Linked DNA regions of Zea mays: region 1 is linked to region 2. Evidence: chromatin contacts called from public Hi-C data. All regions are on one chromosome and are shown on one strand. Each heading gives the region's core, a stretch centred on a gene start, on an enhancer-like site or on the middle of the called end of the contact. The rest is flanking DNA. Distances are from core to core; before and after follow the strand shown.

Region 1 (6,880 bases), core at 4,127-6,626, 800 kb after region 2:
TGGTTGATGTAGGAACCCAACAATTGGGCTCTGTAACAATTCAAGCTGCTTATAGATCATGATTCTGAATAACTACCGAACATAACACATAAGCTGTTCTAGTTGAAAATGTGTGCCTAAGCATGCAAGCATCATAAATGGATAAACTAGGCAAAGTAACAGTCTAACAGACTCCCTTCGGCAACACATATCCGAAGAAAGACTAATAATGACACACTTGTGAATTTGCAGCACGTTATTAAAAAGAAAAGAGAACGAAATCAAACATAATGAGCAAGCAGGACGGCTGTCCCCTAAACAACAATTTGGCTGTCAATGCATCTTCTTGATTTCCTAGTAAGCTGGTAAAACGTTTAGAGGTTTCTGCAATAATTGTCAATGACACTTCAGTACATGGCATGCAAATAATGGAAAAGATCTTAGTAATTAATCGATTAAGATAGCACAAAAGGTAATACCGCGAACAGAAGCTCAAAGATTAATAAATAAAATATGGTTTCACTGTAAAAAGGATGTACTGAGTATTCTATTCTGAGTTAGACTTACCTTCACAAACAGTGTGCTTGGAGCTAATATAGCATAAGCATCAACTCCATTAAGGTATGCTTTAACTTCAGGGATACCAGACCCAGCAGCAGCAGGTGCTATGTAAGCGCAGATCGCTGCAGCAGCAGCTGCCAAGACTAGATTGCAACCTCCATATGCCAGAAATGCTGTGAAGTACCTGCACTCGAAGCAATAAACCATTGACACTTCACATTATTCAACTGATGTTAGTCAGTAAAATCTTATGCAAGTTAGCCACCGTGTTTTATTGCTTAATCAATGACAAGTTATATTGAACAGCCGGAAGAAACAAACTAAATGGTCTGGTAAAGTAGCAAAAGCATCTCAGTGAAGCTTTACCTTTGCTTGAGCATCAGATCACTTGTAAGCAACAACTTGAACCCAGCAATGTTTTCAACTGCAAGGTTATTGAAGAAGCCAACAAGTCCAGTACACAGGCCAATAAGAAGAACTAATGACCATTTCAGAACAATATACTGGAATATCTGCTGCTTCTTTCTTGATCGCCAATCCTGCTTGAAAAGGTCATTTTCCACAATTCTGAAACATGTAAGTAAAATTTGATTGTAAGTCGGGAAATAACACAGCAAGCTTGCTAAATTGTGCATACTGTCTATTTCTAAGGAGTATACAGTCAGCAATTTACATCTGCCAGATATTAGCACCATTGAGTTTACACTAAATAATTTGAGGTCGGTATTTATCGGTTTGTTGGATGGTATCCTATTTTTGGCATGATACAACCCCGTTTAAGAACATATAACTGCATCAGTATTTATCCATACTACAAGATTTCATGGTGCTTCATGTGTGTTGTTCTATTTGTCCAAAGTCCAAACTCAAACGACATCAGATCAGTGCATGGTTCAGCTCCCAAATAATTATGGTTCCTTTCTTATTCGAGATTGGATACTTTACAGTAAGCGTTCAATTAAACTATGTGCATAATGTCAACAAAGGAAGATCCTAGCATACGACCATTAAACAAATCCATGGAATCTACTGATTGATATTCAGTAAGTACACGAATGATCAGAACATGATATTGTCGATGCAGTATTGCTGTATTAGCGTATGAACTATATCTACAAATTTCAATTTAGAAAAGGGGCACGAATGACAATAATCAAGCAGGATAACTTTTTCGCCTTCCAAACGCATTACATGATCCTAACTTTCTGGTAAACCATGCCAAACAATAATAAACAGGGGCAACGATCCTTCGTCACAATCACCACGGGAAAACAGTAAGGATCAAACATTTCCGCCAAATTAGTACACAAAGGTTCCGGGAAGTTGACAAAATCAACCAACGGAGCCACCAGTCACGGAGGGGGGAGACAGAGAGGAGGCGGTTTGTGTGGAGGGCGTACTCGTAGTCGAGGCTCTCGATGGGGCAGATGTTGGCGCCGACGATGGCAATCTGGGAGGTGGTGTTCATGGTGCGCCTTCGCAGCAGCGGCTCCCGGGGCCCGTCGTCGTCGTACCGCATCAGGGCCTCCGACGATGGGTCCTGCTCCTGCCACGCCCCCGCGCCGCGCCACGTGCCGTCCGTGCTCTCGATGTCGTAGTTTAAGCTGCCATGATTCCTCTCCGGCTGCGCCGGCGGCGAGTGGTTAGCGTCCATTATTGCCGTCCGCTTGGGTGGTGGCGTCGCTCACGCTGCCGCTGCCCCGTCCTGCGCTTCTGCCTGGACTTTGAGACAAAATGGAAATGAAATACTAAGTGCGCAGAAAAAGGAAATGTATAATTATCAATTGCGTGAGCACAGACTGCGTAGTAGTGAATCACTTAAAATTCAGCCAAAAAAGCCCTTTCTAGCACTAGTAATCTTTATAACTCATCATAATGCAAGTAACCTAGTACGAATAAAAAAAGAACTGCTAAATCGGCGTGAAAATCTTGTGGTGGACTACCATTCATTCAGACACGCCAGAAGGAGGAAACTGGGAGTCGGTCTCTGAGCTGGGAGATCGATTCAGCGACGCGACAATCAGAGCGCACTATGCAGGGTCGGCTCCGGTTCCGGCCTACCGTGTGCCGCCACTTGTCACGGCAGGCGAGCGACTGGCGTGGAACTTTGCTTCCTATGGTCGCAAAGCGGCGGGACACTTCATTCTATGGGCTAGGAGATGGGGTCGTCACTCGTGGGTCGTGAGCTTTCGCGTGCCTACATTTTTTTAAGGTGTCCATAAACAATATATAATAGATTATATGTAGTATATGAGTGTCTGGTTCTATTTTAAATTTAATTTAATAGACTACTCCCTTCGATGTACTATTAGTTATCGTTTAGAACGATAACACAATCTTTTAAATATAACTTTGACTAATATTTTTTTAAATACAAATAATCTTTTAATACATTGATACTTTAAATAAAATTACTTGTTAAGACAAATCGGTGTATATAAATATTATGTTTTAAAACTATATAATAAAATAATTATTTGTAGTCAAAATTTTATAAATTTGACTTAAACCTTATTTAAAACGATAACTAACAGGACATCGGAGGAGTACATGTTTTTATCAAACATACAAACAAAGAAATAACCATATTTGTTGAATCAATCACTGTTTTTTATATGCTTAACCATTTAAAAATTAGTAGTAATTAGTATGTATTTATATGTTTGTAAGGCAGGGTCGCTGCCAGCCCACACGGCGATACTCCCCCGGTTTGCCAGCTTTGTTTCTTGGTTCGGTTTCGATCACATTTTTCATATATAATAATGTCACATCTCTAGAACCAGAGGACGACTACTATACAATCTGACACAGATTATTGCAGACGCTGCAGCCTGCGGTGCCATCTCATCTACCAAACGAAAGAAGGATGGGGGAAAAAAGTTGCAACGCAAACTCCGCAACTACTCTCGGTCCTATCCGAGATGATCCCGACCACGTGTAAAAGCAGGGGATTCCCGCACCCGAGGGACAAATCCGCGACCACATGGCGCGGCGGCGGCCTCGCTCGCCAGTCGCCACTTTGCCGGTGCCATTTCTCTCACGTCTCATCGTCGTTCGCCTCATCCCACTTGCCTTCGATCCGGCGAATAAATTAGTCTGGTCTCTCAGACTAACTAGACTAGACTAATCGGTAATCAATCAGCTAATCTCATCCTCCTTACCACAAGTGGAGGAGAGGACAAGAGGAGAGAGCTGCCGCAGGTAATCCGAGACAAGACTAGTCTATGCTAGCTGACGGCAGCTCGCTTCCATTCTTCCATCTCCATGAGAGCTGCAGCGACGTGCGGAAGGCGCACGAGCTCCCCATTGTTTTTGTTTTAATTGTCTTTGTGTAAGCCAAGAGTTACATACACCAAAATGCTTCTCTAAGTAAAAGAGATATAAGGAGACTCTATTATATAATAGAGTATTTATAAATATAGTTTATTAATAAATATAGAAGTAAATGCATTTATATAATATTGGATCTATATAACAGACGATAAATTTGTGCAATAAAAAATGAGACGTCTGTTGCTATTTGAGTTACGAACCATATACGCCTCTTTATAAAAAGACTTATAAAGACGGCTCCACGATTTTTTTTGCAATTACCTCATTTAGACACCTTAAAAGCATCTACATTAAACATCACTGTACATGCCCCCAAGTCATCTGCTGCTCGCGCTTCGCTGTCAGATCACATGAACGCCATGAGGCAATGGGAAATCAGCACAACCAACCCAGTTGTTATCGCATTAACGTTGCATGACTATATAACTTCCTTGATGACCATGGTGCTCAACAGTGCCAACTGGAGGGCCAGTGCATGATTGCCACTACGCACGATGTAAGCACGTCGTCGCCGGCCTATTCGACTGCTTGCACACCTGCCAATTCTAAAATCGCGCGCGGAAAATGGAAGGGGACGGGTCGACATACCGCTCTCAGAATCCAGCTACTACATCACTTCAAATTCATTTGACGTCCCGTTTGATTTGATCTTTGGATTGAATTCCATTCTAATAAAAATAATTTAGACTTATATCATTTAAGTTAATTCAGTTTTATGTAAAATATATTTATATACTATTACTAGCAAAATGTCAGAGATATTTATATGCTACATTCTTACTCTAGATAAGTAGGTTAAAAGTCATTTTATAATTTGCAGAGTAGAAAATAACGATAGATAAAATTATTTCCATTCTGCACTCTATAAATTTGAAATAGTATTATATTCGAACATTGAAAAGTTGTGAAATGCTCAGTTACAAGTTAAATATGTTATTTTATTAAGTAAATTCTAGTTCCTCCAAAATGAATGGATCTAAACACTGACTTGCTTTTCTTTTTTCTCCAACGGTTAACTGTTCTACATCATAGTTTATTTATTTTTTAAATAAACCGGTTCGTTTAGTGATCCTGATGCTGCGAAACGGACCGACAAACAAAAATGCAAGCCGAAAGCTCAGCGGCCGCAAATTAAAGGACGAGTAGCGCGTACCTAGCAATCCCGGTTGGACGGGCGAACTGATCCGGCCGCCACAAGCATGGATCGTCGTCAGCTACCCGGGGAACTCTCCGCGATCGATCGATGTCCTCTTCTGAATGCGTCTTCCTGGTCGCTCGGCCGGCAGCTCGCCTCCGTCGAGCCCGTACGTCCGCCGCCTCGTGTTCCGCCTGGGGCTGGAGGACGACGAAGGCCGAGAGGCCTACACGGCGGGCACCAGGTCCAGGTGGGTGGGTGTGCGTGACCTTGGCCGCGGAGAAGCTTCCAATCCAAATAGAACGAGGGGAAACAAGGAAGCGGGAGGGGGAGAAAAGAAGAGAGGATGTGGGCGTGCGAGGGGTGGATGGAGGGCGGACGCCACGCTTGCTCGCTGGCTTTAAATGAGGTCGATGCGTCGGAGGGTGCACGCCACCCGGCCCGTGCACTCGGTCGATCGAGTTCGTCACGCCTCGTCGTGTGGGCTGGGTTATCGGCCTTCGCGGTTCGTCGCACACAGGCACACTACTCGCACCCGCTCGACTCGTCGCCGCGCGGATCCATTCCGGACTCGGACACGTGGGATGCTTTGGCTGGGCTCATTCGGCATGAGATTGAAATTTTATCCATATTTTATATTGCCTTTATTTGATTTTTGACGTCTACACTAAGCGTACTATGGTTATTTGACATTACCTCCGTTTTTAAATATTCATCGTTGGCTAATTTATTTTTAAACTAAAACGTGACAAATAAAAAATAACAGAGATAATATTAAACAAAAGGACTGGGGACTTGAGATAAGGAGGACCTATATTCCTATATACCCAGCATCTTCTTATCCCTTACACCTCCATGCCTCCATATATACGCTTTACCAGATAAACGGCAAGGTTGAATATTTTCTTCAAATTTGATTAAAATTGAACCATTTTGACGTGTAACACCATAGACTAGCTAGCGGATTGAATTTCTTTCTTCGTGGACGGAGGATACTTCCCGCGCATTGGCTGGGCAGATTCTGGTTCTACGTGCAATCATGTGATCCCGATGCAACGCGCGGCAGCGAGCATCCCGGGGAGGCCTCAACTGGCCTACCTGGCCCTGACAGTGACGAGTGATCTGATCAAAAAATGATACTAGTGAAGTACCGAGGGATCAGGCATCTGTCACAAAACAGTGTCGATGTAACAATCCCAGGCGCACCAATCAATCAACGTTCTAACTGAACTACACTTGTAGCGTCTAAGCTACACTTATAGTTAGGGGTCTAAATTTTACATTATAAAATTTAAGAATAACATCGAATTAGAATCAGACTATATTTCTATTCATTTTAAACTAAAATTTATTTAGGGTCCTAACAATTTGTGAAAAAGAATTTGGATCGTGGTCCATTACCACCCCTACTTATAGTATGTTTGGTTTTGTCGGCGTTTCGATCCCGGGGTCCCTGGACCGACGAGTAAATTGTCGCCGCGTGCCCCAGCCCAGATGGGTCGGCGTGAGACGGAGCGCGAAGGGGGAAAACCGGAGGGAGACAGGCGTAAAAGGGGAAACCCGCGGCCTTCGTGTTTGTCCCGCGCCCAGGTCGGGTGCGCTTGCAGTAGGGGGTTACAAGCGTCCGCGTGGGAGGGAGCGAGAGGCCTGCACGCGTCGTCCCGTCCTCCCCGCGCGGCCAACCTTCTGTAAGAGGGCCCTGGACCTTCCTTTTATAGGCGTAAGGAGAGGGTCCAGGTGTACAATGGGAGACGTAGCAGTGTGCTAACGTGTCTAGAAGAGAGGAGCTAGTGCCCTAAGTACATGCCGTCGTGGCAGCCGGAGAGGTTTTGACACCCTGTTCATGAGATGTCGTGGCCGTCGGAGAAGCGC
Region 2 (6,502 bases), core at 2,480-4,979:
CAGAGCTAGTGGCCCAAATCAGAAAGAACAAGGAAAAATATCATGTTAACATATGGAATGTTGAACCAAGCACTTTTGTGTGTGTGTGTGTGTGTGTGGGGGGGGGGGGGGGGGGGGGGACTCCAGTCAAAAACAGGTCAATAATCAACTGTGACAAATATAGCATGCAAGATTGAGTAGCTATATTTAGTAATGAGTGCTTTTTAAGTCGTTGCCTAGGCATCTAGTCACGATTTCAAGCTGGGCCTTGCCACAACCAATACACGAAGGGATTCGCCCTGCGGAAAAAAGTCATTGCCTTGGCGCGATTCCGCGACATTTAAGCCCGAGCGACCCAAAGCGGATAACACATGAGCAAATTGGAGGGGGATTGGGTGTGAGCGCGGCCGCAGGAGCTGCATGCTTGCAGGAAATCACGGACCTACAGCTCCCACAAGTCCATATCCCATCTGTCCTGTGCACAAATTAACAAAGCAGGGAATGGAGGAGGGCACACACTTGTTATTGGCAGTGCCACACCACCTCTTCTTCTCCATCAATTAACCCCTCCCTTCGTTGATTCGAGCCTCCTCTGCTTTTATCCAACAATTTGCGCCTCTAATTGGTGTCTCCTCTGGTCTTCCTTCCCTCTTTTCCGCTGATTAGTGCCTTGGATCCACAGCTCATTGTGCTGCTCTGCCAGTTCCAGTCTCGGGCAGCTCCATGTCGCAAGCTCATGGGACAGGTACGTGTGAGCATCTCTTTCTCTCCCTCCGCCTTCTCTTCTCTTGGATGTGCAATGCCTCTGTTCTTTAACTATATGGTTTGTAGTTTGTAGGCCTCTGTACTATGCAGTTTGCATTGCCACTTGTGGTTCTGGGTGGATTTTAGACTGTCACTAGCTTGTGTTTCGTGTCTCCATAACTTCACTTACATGATCTTAAATGGGAACATGTTGATGAAGCTCTTGCTGCATCAAGCTCACTACGAGGATGCAATCTCAGAAGGAATGCTAGCAGCAAGCGTGCAAGACCTTCTAAGCCAAGGTTGGTTGAAGATGACTTAGGTTTAGATGACGAAGAAGATGAAGCAAGTCAAGACCCACATGACGATGCTGATGTGACAGATTGTGAAGATGCTCCTGGCCCTAATGGCTCCAACAATGGAGAGGACCTTGAGGCTGCTGCAAACATCCATGATTAATTTGCCACTAGTAGCTCACAAGCTTGTGGATGTGAATTACTTCTAAATTCTAATGTGGCTGGCTGGCCGTGGACCATTTAACTATGGTGCTACTTATGCCATATTTTATTCACCCGTGGTCCTGTTATTTGATTCCTCGCTTACACAACTTGCTTATATGTTTACTGCATTCCTTATCGTTACTAACATTGCTGCATTCCTCATTGTTCCTGTGGCCTGTGGTTTGAGAGAAGAGAGATCGCGTTAACAAGGTAGGCTTGATCCATATTTACTTAGCCAATTTATTGAATTATAGTATTGTACAACTTATTTAGTCACATTCATCATAATTATATAGAATAAATATGTTACAACTTGCAAGGGGCATGTGTGCTACATGGAACAAGGGCAATTCAAAAGAGAGCTCTACAATCAGCAACAATAAGGTAAGATTTTGCTGTCCTATAGTTGGTTAGGACACATGCATGCTGTCACCTCACCGTGCACCTTAAACGCCTAGTCGACTCAAATTGGCGGGTCGCCGTGTCTCAACTTACCGCCTTAATAATCATATTAATGTCTTTCTCGATCTAAAGTTTGTGCAAAATTCGAAAATCAGGTATCAATGTGACATGCTGCTAATTTTCAAATACTTGCAATTTGCATCAATAAACATTCAACAAAAGCAAACAGCCTTTTGCCCAAAAAATGGGATTAGATTGTTACAAACAGGAGATTTTCAGCTAGCTAAACAATCCCTATTTAGCCCTCAATTCAAAATTCATCTCACAAACAAGGAAACTCTCAATCTAAGCAGCAAAGCAAAGCTCTTCCACATAACAACAATGTCCTATTCATAGTTGTTAAGGTGGTAACGCGACTGACCCCCTTTTTATCTTTTGAGTGGTAAAGCGTAAGGTAGGCGGCGCTTTAAATATATATAAAATAATAAAAATAGAAATAATACTGATATTTAAGAAAGTGTTTAGGACAAAAATATTAACAAAGAAGAGAAAAAGAATAAAGAAAAAGAAACAGTCCAGCCAACCCAACTCAGCCCATTAATATTAGGTTAAGCCCAACTAACCCTCCCTCCCTCCCTAGTCGCTTCTCCCTCTCTCTCCCAGCCGCCCTCCACCGTCTCCAGCGCGCCGCTATCCACCGCGAGGCCCTCCCCAGCCCCACCCTCTGCTGCACCGCCCTCTGCCGCGCCACACTCCCCAGCGTCTCCCTCCACCGCGCCACAGCTCCCACCCGCGCCTTAGGTTCCAGAGCAAGGCGAGGAGGACGCCTTACCTCCCCGGCTCGCACCGCCTGGGTGACACCTTGAATACTATGGTCCTATGTTCTTTTCCCTTCCCAAAAAACAAGTAAAACACCAAAAGCAACACTTGAAAAATTAAGATTTTAGGAATCAAACACTAAGAATCGGGATGCAAGACTAAGGGTCTATTTGGTTCAGTTGTAGATTTTTTAAAGTCTGATTCTAGCTATGAGCTACGAGAAAATTATTGTGAGCTGACAATTGTGAAAAAACTAAAATTTGTTTGGTTGAAACAACTGTCAACTATAAATTCTATAAGAGCAAAACAACTTGTAACATGGATGACAAGAATCTAGGAAATCTGTGGTAGGAGGTGATTCTGAATTGAACTATAGGAATCTATGGATTTTCAGGAATCTATTCTGCTGTTGTACCTGTTTGGTTTAGATTTCATATTTTGGCAGTGAATCTGGTTCAGGAAGCTGAACCAAACACACCCTAAGCTAGCAATTAGTCTTCTTCACTAAAAAGTACTTGTAACTAACTAGTAACTACTCTGTCGCATATCGCAGTGAGCATAAACGAAGCAAATAAACAACTCTCAAAGGCAGGATAGAGGAATTACCTCGCGGACGACCTTATCCTGCATCTTAGGGCGGGCTTCCTTCTCTTTCATTTCGTCGTACAGCTCGTCGTAGGCGTACACCGAGGGATCCTCCTCCATGGCCTTCTTTTGCTGCTCCTCAACCTGTGCGCGCGCAACACGGCAACAACAACATCCCCATCCGGACAAGAGGGGGAAGACAGAAAAAAAAAAGAATTATCTAATGTGGTTGCCATGAAATCGGTGGAGAAGCGTACGCGCGAGCTGGTGGCTGGAGCAGGTTACCTTCTGGAGGGAGCGCTTCTTGGCCGCCTGGCGGAGGATTTCTGCCTCCACATCATCGTCATCGTCGTCGGCGAAGGCCGCCAGGGGCCGGGCGGGAGGTGGCGGCGCGCGTGACGACGAGGACGATGGCGGCTTCGTGCGGAGCTGCAGTCCGTACCTCTTCATCGCGGCGGCAACGGCAGTTACCTGCCAATCTGATCGATTAGGAGACGGGACAAACCCTAGTCAAACCGGGGCGGATTAACTTCTGGAAGGGGCGCTTCTTGTGGGCCCTGCGTGCCGGAGCGAGGTGGAGGAGGACTGGCGGACAGCGCAGGTGGAAGGCGGGGAAGGAGCGGTGGTCGGGAGGGCGCGGAGGGAGGGGCGGCGGCCGACGGGCAACGGCTGTTCACTTGTAAGAAAAGAACATAGAAATCGGATGAATTAAGAGCCATATTTTTTTTATCCAAAGCACAATCCAACTTAAAAAAACTTAATCCAACGCTAAAAACACAACCCGACACGTCCAATTGAAAAACACGGACTAACCTGATCTAACTCAATCTGATACTAGGTATAGATCAGGCCAAACAACTTATAATACAACCTGCCGTGACGTTTAAATAGATCTAGCCTCCAGAGATGTATGCAAGTGTTAATGGTTGAGTAATACCAACCAAGGACTATCAAAAAGGTCTATTTATAATCTCCTAGAAAATTCTAATCGCTACCTTTTAAAACACAGATTTCCATGCACCAAACATGTCCACTAAGCTAGTAGGGGTTACACTGAATACATTGATGCCCTTCAAACGACTATAAACTAGTTGTTAACACATGTTAGATGCTCAGTGCAACCATTAGACATGTTAAGGACACGTCTGTTGAGTACATAATCGAAATATGTAAGTTTATACGACGTTTGAGTGCTCTTTCCAATGTGACATCTGATGGCACTCCGAGCACATTCTGTCATATGCACGTTTGTATGCCTTCCTTTTGATGCCCTCTAAGTTGCTTGTCTGGTGGACCCCTCCTACACTGGACACCATACGCATATCTAGTGTCATGTCCAATGCCTCACAGGATATGTTTGATGAGCTCTGGAAATCTGCATCGAGAGCATTTTGTCATCTCTTTCCAACCGACTTAACTATACAATGTTTTGTCAAAAACAAGTTAGAGCCTAGTTTGTATTTTTTAAAGTGTTTTCAATAAACATTTTCCCTACTCTCAGCCTATAACTTAGGTCTATATGCAATACATATAATTTCGATACCTAGTGGCACTAGATGGTTGGTTGTCCAATTAAACTCTTCTTTTAATAGTATGATCGTCTATGCTAAATCCAATTACACACTCTATTATGTCTTGATTGGTAAGATAAAATGTCCTAACTTATACCTTTGATTTGAGCTCTTACATTTCGATTTTCTTATTTCCTTTTATATGTTGATCATTTGTTCATCTTTATGACAATCACCATCTTTTCTATGGTTGCTAACCTTTACTCAATTTTTAGATGTGAATTTGAACCTATCTTATTTACAACATTTAGAATTTTCTTCAGTTACTAGAATAGCTTTCCAGCTAGGAGGGCCACGGGGATAAGGGACTTCTACAGTCATTCAAGGAGCAGCTTTTCAGCTAGGAGCGTCATGGGGACTTGTACGTTGTTGCCACCTTCGCATGTAACTTGCTACCTGTTAAGGAGTATACATTAGTATTTATTAGTCTGAACAGAGAAGGCATCAACTAGTTTTGCATGCACACATTATTGAAAAATAGGCTCCACTTATAATATGGCTAGCAAATCGTGCATATGATCGTATAAAATACTAGTTTACACTATTTTACATTGTATACTGCACTATTTATAAGCTGGAGTTTGAAATAAAAATGAGGATGCTCGAAATAGTCGTAGCTCGCATGTGGAATACCAATCACTATAGCAGCTCAGAAGCATAAAGAATATACACAACCCGGAAACCCAAATAGCGGTAAATGTAAGATACAAACAAAAACACATGCAGTTGTTGAATTCTTCCAAATTAGTTTACTAGACTAATTAAGCTATAAGAAAATAAAACCTTTAATAACCAATGCAAAAGCTTTTTTGAAAGTTGTTCAAGGGAACATTCTTTTCTATTTGCATTGTTGTTTTCTTGGCCACCTCGGCTATTTTTGAATGATCCACCTGTGAGTCAATGTAAGTCATCCTCGTCGACCTTGGGCACCATCAGCGACCTCCATCTTCATGGTCAAGACCACTGTCCTAGGATAGCATGGAATGGTGGGGCTTCTCTTCTAGCGACTGACTCCTCTCTGTCTGCATGGACCCAACTACCACTATGTCTCAGCGCAAGAGTCTCGAGATGGAATGCAACAGATCAAAATGAAGAAGAACACAAGGACCAAATGAATGACCCTCTAGTCATGGCAAAGTCCTTACCTCTTGTGGACTTAGACCAACTCCAACAGTTAGTGGCTTCGTGTCCACAAAAATAATGCTCTGTCCGTGGCTTCGTACCAAATACGTTTGTCGCTCTCCAGCAGATCCACACATCTGCCTCTCCATCTAGCGATAGTTCACTCGCACTCCATCACAGATAAAGTCATCCATTATCGCAGACGAGTCACCATATGCCGATGGACCTGGTCCGTCGGTCATAGGGAAGTGAATGACTGACGGTTGAAGTGGGGGAGGAGAGAGAACTCACAGGGATAGAGAGCGTACCGAGGAACTTCCATTTTGCATGGCATGATGCGGAGTATGCTGGGAAGGTGAACAATGTCGGTCGACGCGGAAAAAGCAAATGTGAAGTGATTTAGGGAGTCTGCTGGAATTGGTCTTACGAGCCATGGGACTATGGGAGGGGTGTATCGCCACCCCAGGAGGGTTATGTGCTATTATGCGCCGCTGTGGGTCCCACCAATCGATGCTGGAACCTACCTAACCCTAACTAGCATATCCAAGCTAGGCGTCGCTGAGCAAGAAACCAAATTCATTGAGTAGAAAACTAAACTTATTTGTCATGTAGTATTCAAAATATTTGTCCTAAGTTATTTATTATATGTAACGATTAATTTTAAACTAGTCAGGTACCCATGTGTTGCTATAGTTTTTATATATCGCTTATGTAGACATTATTTAAATGGGACACTTGTTCAAACATGTTCTAAATCTTAAAAACAGCCCCAAAATGACT

Evidence for each region. A called contact is a pair of places that touch in the nucleus more often than the background predicts.
Region 1: a Hi-C map of ear shows a contact between it and region 2, with 1.9 times the contacts expected there. The contact joins the promoter of LOC100384199 here to the promoter of LOC100282954 in region 2. A contact is called at or near these places in 2 of 25 Hi-C or Micro-C datasets (ear and endosperm).

Annotation. Positions count from the first base shown.
Region 1 is chr10:121,563,441-121,570,320 of Zm-B73-REFERENCE-NAM-5.0, forward strand. LOC100384199 reads right to left here and starts at 5,377. Exons shown (of 8, transcript NM_001353414.1): 1 at 5,027-5,377; 2 at 1,941-2,262; 3 at 907-1,107; 4 at 547-724. The coding sequence starts at 2,194.
Region 2 is chr10:120,767,046-120,773,547 of Zm-B73-REFERENCE-NAM-5.0, forward strand. LOC100282954 reads right to left here and starts at 3,730. Exons shown (of 4, transcript NM_001155859.1): 1 at 3,315-3,730; 2 at 3,051-3,173. The coding sequence starts at 3,479.